Linked DNA regions of Rattus norvegicus: region 1 is linked to region 2. A link is a contact called in public Hi-C data. All regions are on one chromosome and are shown on one strand. The core of a region is the stretch at or near the end of the contact, and the rest is flanking DNA. Distances in the headings are between cores, read along the strand shown. Region 1 holds the start of Gtf2a1 (general transcription factor 2A subunit 1). Region 2 overlaps Tshr (thyroid stimulating hormone receptor).

Region 1 (5,403 bases), core at 1,721-4,220, 100 kb before region 2:
AAAATTCAGGTTTTGTTCGTGTTTTAAGGAAGGCTTTTCCTGCTTGTGGCTTAGAATTCGAAAACAGAAACGTCTCAAAAGCAACGGACCTGAAATAACACACACAACCTAGGTACTACGTGTACTTGTTGCTGCTAGGTTCACTTCAGTCAGCTCATCGTGATTCTTAAGACACAAAACTGGAGAATTTTGTTTCTACTCTATTTTCTTAAATATGGATCTCTTCTCTCCCATGTTGACAAGAGTTGAGCATTTCAATCTGTAGACTAGGTAAGGATCATTTTAACCATTTGGGCATCATCATGGAGGTGTTGGTCTCCAGAATATACAGGGCTTTTTTGTTGCTCTTCCTTTTGAGACAGGATCTCTCTACGTACTTTTGGCCATCCTGGAACTCACAGAGATCCTCTTGCCTCTGCCGGAGATCAAAGGTGTGCCTACCATCCCTGGCTTATACAGATATTTTTATCTGCCTATATAAAAGATTTTGAAGTTAGAGAAAGATACTCATTACAAAAAAAAAGGCACTATTATGTGTCTACATACATTAAAACTATAAACTCAAAATTGGAAATCCAGTATGTTTCATACAAAGAGCTATTAAAATTATAAGTCATTCAAGCTTTAGAAGGAAGGAGGGTCGGTTAAAAATAATGTAAGTATGATGCAGTTTTGTTTGTTTTCTGGACAACCTTGTCTTGGAAGCTAAACATTAAGTTTTTCAGAATTTTGATACAAGAGCAGAAAATATCTGAAGCTGGTTTGTGACTGAAGGGGTACTACAGCTAATTGAAGAAGTAGGAACAATGCACTGTAACGGAGTCCATGGTGGTTTCTTAGAGGCGGGTGGGCACTGGACAGGGGAACAGTATGTGTGAGGCATTGCTGCAATCTAGACATTAAAGATATGGAAAGAGCCTCCAGTAGTCTGATTGGATTATTTTTCCAGTTGTGTATATATGTGTATATCCCGGCACTCGTGTGTTCAAGTTCTTCATGAGCTGGGCCGTGCTGCTTGAGTCTCCTGAAGTGATGTTCTCAGGAAGAGCAGCAATCACTTCTAACTGCTGAGCCATCTCTTAAGCTCCTCAAGGAATTCTTTTAAAAAAATCCAATTAACAACACCCATTTCACAAGTCGGACCTAACAACAAAGATCCAATCAATCCCCTCTGAAGATTAATTCTGTAGAGAGGAAAGTTTATAGATTCTTCTGAGTTCTGTCTTCAGTGGTCTTTAACTGATGGCAGAAACACCTGATCCTCGTTTCTCACGACAATTGTAAGCTAAGTATTAAAAAAAAAAGTTAAAAATGTAGACTGGATCACAATTTCAAATACTTATGCCCTGTGAGTTATTTTCTAGTGCTCCAGACCAGACACACCTGTGCAGGGTGTATTTAGTGGTTCAGAGGTAGTGTGGCACAAGCCTTTATTCCCAGCACCAGAGGGCAGAGGGAGGCAGATCTCTGTGAGTTCAAGGCCAGCTAGGTCTACAGGGTTTCTATGCAGTCCTGAAATTTACAGAACCCGACTCAAAGAAACAAAAAAGAGAAAATTAAAAAAAGAAGTTAAAGAAGAGAATGAAGCTAATGTTGAAGAAATCCTAGAGGCAAGTGAGGTGGCGTGCACTGTGAAAGCAGAGGTGGGCAGATCTCGGAGTTACAGGAAAGCAAGGGATACACAGAGAAATCCTGTGCTAAAAACAAAACAAAAAAACCTCTCAAGAATGGTATTATGCCCAGCTTCTCAGCATGCACGGCCCCTGTCTTCTCTGATCCCTTCCCTGAGGTGATAGCAGTCTGTAATCTTTCCTTGCCCTACTGGTCTTTGATATTCCATTATTACTTGGCTTCATTGGCACAGAATGACGTTGTTTGGTTGCCTTTTGAATATAAAATTCCCACGTCCACATTACACTTTATTTGTCCCCAAATTCCTAGGACCAGGAAAAGTGGCAGTGTTAAATTCTGCCAACCGAACAGGAGTCTGTTTCCTGAAATATTGATACAAAGGCGGGATTTGCTTGGACGTCACAGGTCAAATTCCCAATGAATTGCATTCTAAGACACCGACGAACTCTGCCTGATCTCTTGTGACAGGCCTGGCAAGTTGGTGAGTCATGGGCCTAAGTTTCAGATATGGTTAGTCACTGTGTGCAATCACAGCACTTTGGTAACATTAAAAAACAAAAGCAGTAATTAGTGTATCCCAATCTGGTAGTTGTATCCAAGTTTTTTTCTTCTCCACCCTAAGAAGTCATTTAAAGGTTCTGTGAGTTGGTAGAGGCTGATTCTTCGGGGGTATTTTAGCCAAACCACCTTGTAGTCTAAATCTGTAGAGACAAACAGCTGAGAACACAGGCTTTCCTAATTCTGTAAGGTACATACAGCGAGCACAAAGCTTTCCTCTCCTCTCCTCTCCTTTAGACTTATACACAACTTCACGAGGTCTATCCTTTGCAAAAGGCGCGAACTTCCTCCTCGCCCGACCTAAGCTCTACGAATCAAAAGATGACTCCGCATTTAAAACTGTCCCAAGCCCCAGCGCGCGGGAGCCGGAAGCCGCGCCACGTGACGCGCCGTCCGTACGCAGCCATCCTCCGGAGAGCCCGTAGCCTCCACCGCTACTCCACTTCTCCGCTCCACCCGATGCCCTGCTAGGTAGCCACGAACTCTGGGTTCCCTAAATAAACCAGCCTCGTCCAGTGACGCCTCCTGGCCAACCCGCCAACGCGCCGGGACCACCGCCGCGAAACGCTTCCGCTAGGGCTCCCCCGCCCCCGACCACGTGATCACGCGAGACTTGGAAAAGGCGGCGGCGCGCCTTCTTTTACTCCAGCTCCGCGGCCCCGCCCACCCAGGGCCTGGCGACGCCCCGGCGCGCGTGCGCACGCGGTTCTCGCGGTGTCTCGCGCTCGGCCCCGCCCCCCGCTGCCCCCGCCCTTTCCGCCCCTCCCTCCCTCCGCCCTGTCTCTCGGCGGCAGCGACGGCGGCGGCTCGCGCAGCTTGTTGGCTCGCTATATAAAGGGGAGAAGCAGGCGGACCGGACGGCTGGAGCTGCAGCCGGTGGCGGCAGCGGTGGCGCGGGGAGCGGTGACCGGTGTTGGTTTCCCTCCTCGGCGCCGAGTGGGGGAGCGGGTGACGCCCCCTAACCCCCTAAGGGGTCGTGGCTTATTTTTTTTTCCCTTTTTTTTCCTTTAGGCGATTCTCGAGGTTTTTAGCTGCGGGAGGAGTGCCCCCCTCCTCCTGGTCTCCCGCCTCTTACTCCTTCTGGATCGGTTTTGTTGAGAAATTTTTGCCCCACTCTTGCGGGTGACTTGGGTCACCCTCCGGGTCTCAGTTTTTTTTTCTTTTTCTTTTTCTTTTTTTTTTTTTAATATCTCGTTCTCTCTTGTTTGTGTTGTGTGTGGAAATGGCGAACTCGGCAAACACAAACACCGTGGTAAGGACGTGGTGCGGTGGCCGGCGGGGGCTGCGAAAGGTTCCGGCGGCAGGCAACGGCCGGGGCGGGCGGGGGCGGGCCCGGGCGAGGCGGCGCTCCCGACCCGGTCCCCTCCGCCCTCCACCACCGCTGCCCGCCGCGGGCCTGGCCGGGCGGGGGGGCGCCGCGGGCTGGCGGGCGGAGGGCGGCGAGGCCGGGAGCGCCGCGGGGCGGGCCACGCAGGCCGTTGGGCCCTGGCTGCCGACCCCGGGGCGCAGGCAGGAGGGTGGCGGCCCCACGCGGGACCCGGACCCGGCCAGCCTCCCGAGCGTCCGCGGGTCGAGCCCCGCGTTTGGGGAGCCTCTTGGACGTCGCCAAGGCCGGGCGTGCCTTCGGGGGCTCTCTGGAGGTGGTGCTTTGGGAAGCCTCCGCTGGGGCCGATTTTACTAATCCTCCGAAAGGAAAAAAAAAAAAAGAGACAAAAAAGATGAAGGTTGGAAAGCACTTATCTCGGTTCCTCCCCAGTGGATAAAATGGCGAAGGGGAAGCAAAACCCCCGCGGTATCCTCGACTAGCAAAAGCACCAGAACAAACAAAGCCTACAGTGAGTGGCCCAAGAGTCCCCCGCTTTCGCCTTGATATTTGCCTACTTCCCGCTGCTCCCTTTTTTGGTTACTTGCGATCACGTAGGTTTGCAAAAAGCAGTCACATAAAAATAACCTTTTAAAAAGAGTCACCAACGCAATGTGATCACTAGGCCACCCCAACTCTTGATCCTTTTTTTTTTATTGTTACAATAAAACACATTTTTTTGTTTTGTTTTTTTGTTTGTTTTCTTGGGTTTTTTGCCCGGTCCCAAACGCCGCAGAACAGCCTGCGGCCGCCCGACACTGTACCGTTGGCGACTCGGGTCGATCCATCATGGCTGCGGCCGCTTACCCTGCTTTTCAGTGCCTGCGCCTTGTGGTCCTCCTCCCTTTGGCTGCCCTGTTTATATAGAGCCATTGCCGCTCTCTAATATAGACTCTGCCAGGATGGGAAGGTGCTTTTCAGGCCTACGTCACCGCCTCTCCATTTAAACACCAGATCCGGCTTTAAATAGTGAGAGCTGCAGAGCGCGGGGCTGGGAGGTGCGTGCTCCCGAGGCGAGAGGCGCCGGCGTGCGGAGTTCAGTTTATTTCTACGCTCCCTTCACGCCGAAATTTCGCTCCGGAGCCAGGAGGCTGTTGTCACGGACCCGAGTGTGTTTTTGCTGTGGCAGCTAGAGTGTACTGCCTTTGTTTGTAGTGGGAAGTAGGCCAGAATTGCAGCCTCGTTTTGTTCTTTTTTCCTTCCCTTTATACAGTTTAATTTTAAATCGTTTTAGATCAGATAGGATGATTTTCTTTTTCTTGGAAGAGATACTGTCAACATTCTCGGCTTTAAAAAAAATGGCGTTGTACGTTAAATGTTTCCCCAAAGAGGACTTGAGTTTGGTAGTGTTTTCTTAATACTCAAGGCATGAAGCTTTTCGCGGTGACTGAAGCTTCTGTGCTCACAATCCATTGATGTGTATGTAGAGTTAAGTGAAGAAAGAGGTACAGCCTAAACTGAATTTTAAGAATTAAAGATTAAGTAATGGTTTTAATTTTACCAGAAGCTAACATGGTCAAACCCACCCAGGTTACCAAATATTGTGCCAAAAAATTAGCAACCTCTAAAAGGAACCTTCCAATAATGCTACATGCAGTCTCCAATTTGCCAGTTTCAAAGTTTGGAAAATGTGTTTTAAAAGGACAGATTTATTAAATGACCTTGTATTCAATAAAGACAAAAGCCACTTCGAGTGAAGTTTAGCATTTTCCTTTTTCCTTCAGTAATAGTGCTTCTGAATTGGTTAAGTTATTGGCTAGTTGCTGAATGATTGAATAGTAGCAAGAGAACGAAATTTTGTGTCTCAGTGTTGGAATTTCTTTTATGGTGACTGATTTAAAAAATATTGA
Region 2 (5,308 bases), core at 1,247-3,746:
ATTTGTGTGTTCCTTACAATAATGTGGATTTTATTATCAAATTAAAAAAAAAAGAAAAGAAATTCAGATCTCATAAGTCGTCTTCACTTGAAGTTACAGCCCCTTAACTGGGCTGATTAAAAGCTTATTGATGTGGATCCAGGATTCTGGAGTTCACATGCTAAGAGAACAACTCGTTCTACTAAAATCTGTGTGTGAAAACGAGGCCCCGCAGAAGGAAAACGAGGGATAATAAGTGCACCTGTTGGGTATTCTGAAAAGAGCTCGAGTTTCCTGAATCCAGAGGTGGTCTTACAGACTTGTCCTGGGGAAACATTTGTCTCAGAGTACACTTTTTATAACACTGCACATTGCGTGCGGGTGATATGGACCTCAAGTGCGTCTTTCACTGACTATAAATTAGGGCACTTGGCCTTATTCAAAGGAGAGAAACAAGTCAGGGTTGGTGGTGTGCGCTTATAATTCTGATACTCAGGGAGTTGGGGGTAGGACAAGTCTGAGTTTCAGTCTAGCCTGGGGTACATAGAGATCTGCCTCAAAATAGTAATAGTACAAAATTAGATTTTCAAAAAAGTAAATAGTATGTGTCAAATTAAATAGGAAGTTAGAATAAGATTGAAGTGGCTTCTAGCAGATGAGGAGCAGAAATAGCATATGAATAAAATTTAATATATTTTTCAATTAAGACTCAAATAGTGTTTATACGCTTTCCTGGAGGGAGGGAGGGAGGGAGGGAGGGAGGGAAAGAGAATATTATATGTCTGTGACTGTGAGTTTGTGTGCACCATGTGTATGCAGGAGCCTGTTGAAGCCTGAGAGTGTATTAGATCCCCTGGAACTGGAGTCACAGATGGTTGTAAGCTGCCATGTGGGTGTTGGGAACTGAACCTGGGTCCTTTGCAAGAGCAGCCAGTGCTCTTAACAGATGATCCATCTCTCCAGACCCATAATTCCTGTTTCTTAAAGTCTTTCTTTTCTCAAACACAAAAACCTTATATGAACCTTGAATCTGAACATGTTATGCTTCCTCTGTGTGTCTATCTGTCCTCCTCTATCTGTTTCTGTCTGAATCACTGCTTTACGAACACCCATCATGTATCCACACACCAGCACACGTTATAGATTTAAGAGCAGCTGTCTTAGTAACCATAAAGCATGTCCAATAACTCTTCTAGGAGAATGAAGAGAGGGGTGCCAGCCATCTTAGCATAAGATGAAAATCATTAGCCTACTCGTTGGTTGAATTTAATGTAGTGATGATCATAACACAGACTGACTTCGATAGCAAGTGAAGTGTCAGAATGAGAAACGATCACATGCACTGGATTTCAATCGCAGTCTAACTGACAGGTTTTTTGCTGTGTTTATTCATAGCGAGGTGTAGACAAAATGCAAAAGGGCATCTGAAATCCAGGTTCAGATTCATTTACCTTTACTCTTAGTGTAAACGGTCATCCCATGTTTGCATACCCTCTGCTCTCTTTTCTAACTTGAAAAATATGCTTGGTCTGACGAACTCCAACAAACACTGAGAGGATTGAGTACCTCCTGATGCTTAGGCAGGCGTCTGTATCTCTTAAAACCATGAAGCTACAATCTCCATGAAGATCTCAGATTATGGTTTTTCTTTTAATGAGACAAGACCAGAGAAAAAGCTGTGCCCTGTTCTAAGTTACTGTCCTGCCCTAAGTCCTCCGTACTGTGGGACAGTTGCTCTTGCCCTGCCTCCACTTTGCAAATGCAGAGGTAAGGTGACTGTGCCTCCCGATTGTGCAGATAAACAGTGACCTCCAGAATGAATCATGAGGCACAGGCTGCTAAGTTATTCACACAAGCAAAAAAAAAAATTACCCCTTTTCATATGTGGAAGTACACAGGGAACACATAACAGAAAGCCAAGCCCATGAACTTACTGAACACACCATATACAATCTTTCACTTATGACTATAAAGTGAGTGCCCTAAGACTGGGTCATAGGGGACACTGACTTATCACCTAGTTCCTTGTGAGCCTTACCCAGGACAGTGGCCACAGTAATGGATTAATCCTTCCATCTCCCAGCTCCAGGTTGAGGGAAGTTTGTTCTGCCCTCCTCACATGACGTCCTATTTCAGGACAAGGGTTGAAAATAATCAGAGTCACTGTTGTCTTCACAAGACAAATCACCCTCCTAAAGTAGGGTAGTTATCCACCACAGTGAGGCTCACCCCTGAGTAGGACTAACCACCTTCAGGGAACCACACTGAGCCCCTCTAAGGATAAGGAGTTCTTCACCCCATCTTGCAGAACCAATGTTTTCATGAGGCTCATGTTGGTGCCTCAAAGATGGGTTTGGGGTTGCTGAACCCCTTTACAGGTTCCCTTCTCTAATGTAGCCACATTGACTAAATCTTTTTTTCCATTACTATTTTTGACTATTTGCTATGCTGGGGACAGCTGGCCAAGCCTGACTTATTGGAACTTCCAGAGGCAAGACTTTTGATCCACTTGGAGTTTGAACTTTGGTCACAGCCCTCTGGTCCCAAATATTTGAAGTGACCAGAACTACAAATATGTTGTACCCAGAGGCTCAAAATGTATATCAAGAGCTTTTAAATCTCTTGTCTATGTTCAGTTTATCTTCCCTGCCTTCTTGGAAACACTAATTCAGAGGTATCTGGACCCGCCAGTCCCGAGTCAATGATTCCTAATGGCCACAAAAGCCTTTTTACCTTTGTGTTTATGAGTTTAAACTGATGGGTGTGTTTCTGGGGGAGGGCTGGGGGGCAAGGTTTATACTTCTCAAATATCTGCATCTTGTAGATAAAATGCAGAAACAGAAAGAAATGGAAAATGACACGGATTGATCTGTAGATTTTGCAGAATAGGCTACAGTTTAAAATGGTCCTTTTGTTTTTGCTCCAGCTCTAGAAGAAGGAAATCTGACTTTGCTAGTAGAGACAGGTGACTTGTCTCTATGTCCCAAATAAGAAAGGTCTGTGCAGTTAGATTGTTCATAGTAATCTCACACCTAGGCTTGTTTCACTGAAAAGTCCTTAGCATATAAAAAACATTAGTATTCTAACATCTTGTTTCTTATGGAAGATAGGTGTTTAGGATCTCACACACACACAGACACACAGACACAAACACAGACACACACGCAGACACATACACAGAGACACACAGACATACAGAGAGACACACAGACACACAGAGAGACACACAGAGAGACACACAGAGACAGACACACACATAGACACGTAGACACAAACACAGACACACAGACACACAGACACACAGACACAGACACACACAGACACACACACAGACACACAGACACACATATACACATACACACAGACACACAGACACACATATACACATACACACAGACACAGACACACGCACAGACATACACAGAGACACACACACATAGACACACACAGACACACAGACACACACACACAGACGCATACACACACACACACACACACACACACACACACACACACACACACACACATACACACGACTACCATCCCAATTGAAGTGTCACCACGAGGCAAAACTACTTTTGATCAAAAGGGTGTGTGCTGCTCACAAAAGAGCAAGCACACAGGAAGTGAACTTGGATTTTATTTCTATCGAAGGTGGTGACTGTGTCTTTTTCCCATTCGGCTGGAATCTGACCTCATATTCTTTTGAGATTGGTCAGTTTTAAAAGAAATAGTGCAAAGAAAACGAAGGGGGAAGGGGCTAATCACTTTAATCCTAGAACAGAGCAGAGTCTATATAAACAAAGAGCAGAGCCTGTATAAACAAAGGGTTTTGCAGGGCTGGGGAGGTGGGGGGAGCATGAAACATTTGCATAAAAGTCTTATAAATTGGGGGAGAGAAAAACAAAAAGATTTGAATTCCTTGTTATGATGGTTTGAATGGTAAAGGCCCCAGATGCCATGTGTCTGAATGATTGGCTCCCAGGTTGGCGTCACTGTTTCTGATGGATCAGGAAGTGTGGCCACATTGGAGGAGGTATGTCACAGGAGGCAGGCTTTGAGGTTCCCAGAGATCTGGGCCATTCTCAGTTGGCTATCTCTCTCTACCTGGTGATTGGCTCTCAAGATATAAGTTCTCAGCTACCGCTCTACCACCACGCCTGCTTGCCTACTGCCATGTTCCTGGCCGTGGACACCAACCCTCTGAAACTTTTAGCCCCAAGTAAAGCTTTCTTTTAGAGATTGCCTTGGGCCTGGTACCTTATCACAGCAGTGGAATAGTAACCAAGACACTCGTGCCTTGTGTTTGAAACACACGTTTTGTAGTATTTGATAGAAAGGAACTCATGTTTAATGTTGAGAAGCCGTGGAGTTGTATTCTTTCAGAAGATGCAGAAGTCCTCATCTATGAAATAAATTGGCAGGAGGAAGACTGTGAGGGGAAAGGCACACAAAGTCACTAACATGCAAACATTAGCAAGACAGAGACAGAGGGTTGGAGGCACGAGGCCAGATGTTATGGGAAGGTGAAGGAAGGTGTCTCCTAACACTGATGAAGTCTCCAGTAGCCGCTCACAGAGTGCCTGGTAGTGGGTAATGACCTGTATTTGGACCAGATGTGATCTCTAATAATCCAGTGAGATGCTAGGCAGTTAGGGGGGCCTCAAGAGTAAGTCTTTGCTTATATCTGTTGTTGTTTCACTGATGTAAGTGTGGCAAGTTTCTTTTGCAAATGAGCAGTACTCTCTCTCTCTCTCATGTGCGTGTGTGTGTGTGTGTGTGTGTGTATGTGTGTGTGTGTGTGTGTGTGTGTCTGTGTCTGTGTGTGTCTGTGTCTGTGTGTGTGTTTGTGCCCATGTGTGTATAACCACAGGGCCTTTCACTGGTCTGGAATTGGCCAGCAAGCTAGGCTAGATGGTCAATGAGTCTTAGGGACCCACTTCTCTGTATTTCCTCAGAGCTGACTAACAAGGACTACATTTTGGGTGTTTTTTTTTTTTTGAAAAAAAAATGTGGGTTCTGGTAATTGAACTCAGGTGTTCATGTTTCCATAGCAAATTGCCAACTGAGCTGTCTTCCTCGTCTAAAGGCAGCTTTTCAAAAGTAGCCTTGTCTTCAGGTACTCAGAATAGCTATGGCAAAATAAGTGAAATAAACATATATTGAGGGGTCATATTCTTGGATCATACAACAATTTCTACAATTTCAAGTGCATATAGTGTGTGTATGTACCTGTGGGGGATTTAAGTTGGCCGACCCTCCATGCCACCCAATGTGGCAATGGACAAAGAATGTGAAGTGCGAGTGGATGCACATGACAGACTCTAAG

What was found. A called contact is a pair of places that touch in the nucleus more often than the background predicts.
Region 1: a contact with region 2 is called in a Hi-C map of liver, with 5 times the contacts expected there. The contact joins the promoter of Gtf2a1 here to the enhancer-like site in region 2. A contact is called at or near these places in 2 of 12 Hi-C or Micro-C datasets (kidney and liver).

What each region holds. Positions count from the first base shown.
Region 1 is chr6:116,249,787-116,255,189 of GRCr8, reverse strand. It overlaps Gtf2a1 (general transcription factor 2A subunit 1), which reads left to right and starts at 2,970. Exons shown (of 9, transcript NM_022208.2): 1 at 2,970-3,442. The coding sequence starts at 3,413.
Region 2 is chr6:116,147,824-116,153,131 of GRCr8, reverse strand. All of the region lies in intron 1 of Tshr (thyroid stimulating hormone receptor), which reads right to left. Among named protein-coding and RNA genes, the nearest start is that of Tshr, 78 kb to the right of the region's middle. Within about 2 kb of position 2,496, at least 2 of the 93 cell types and tissues checked have an H3K27ac peak or open chromatin away from gene starts, as enhancers often do. A contact at or near this core is called in liver, where this site is marked.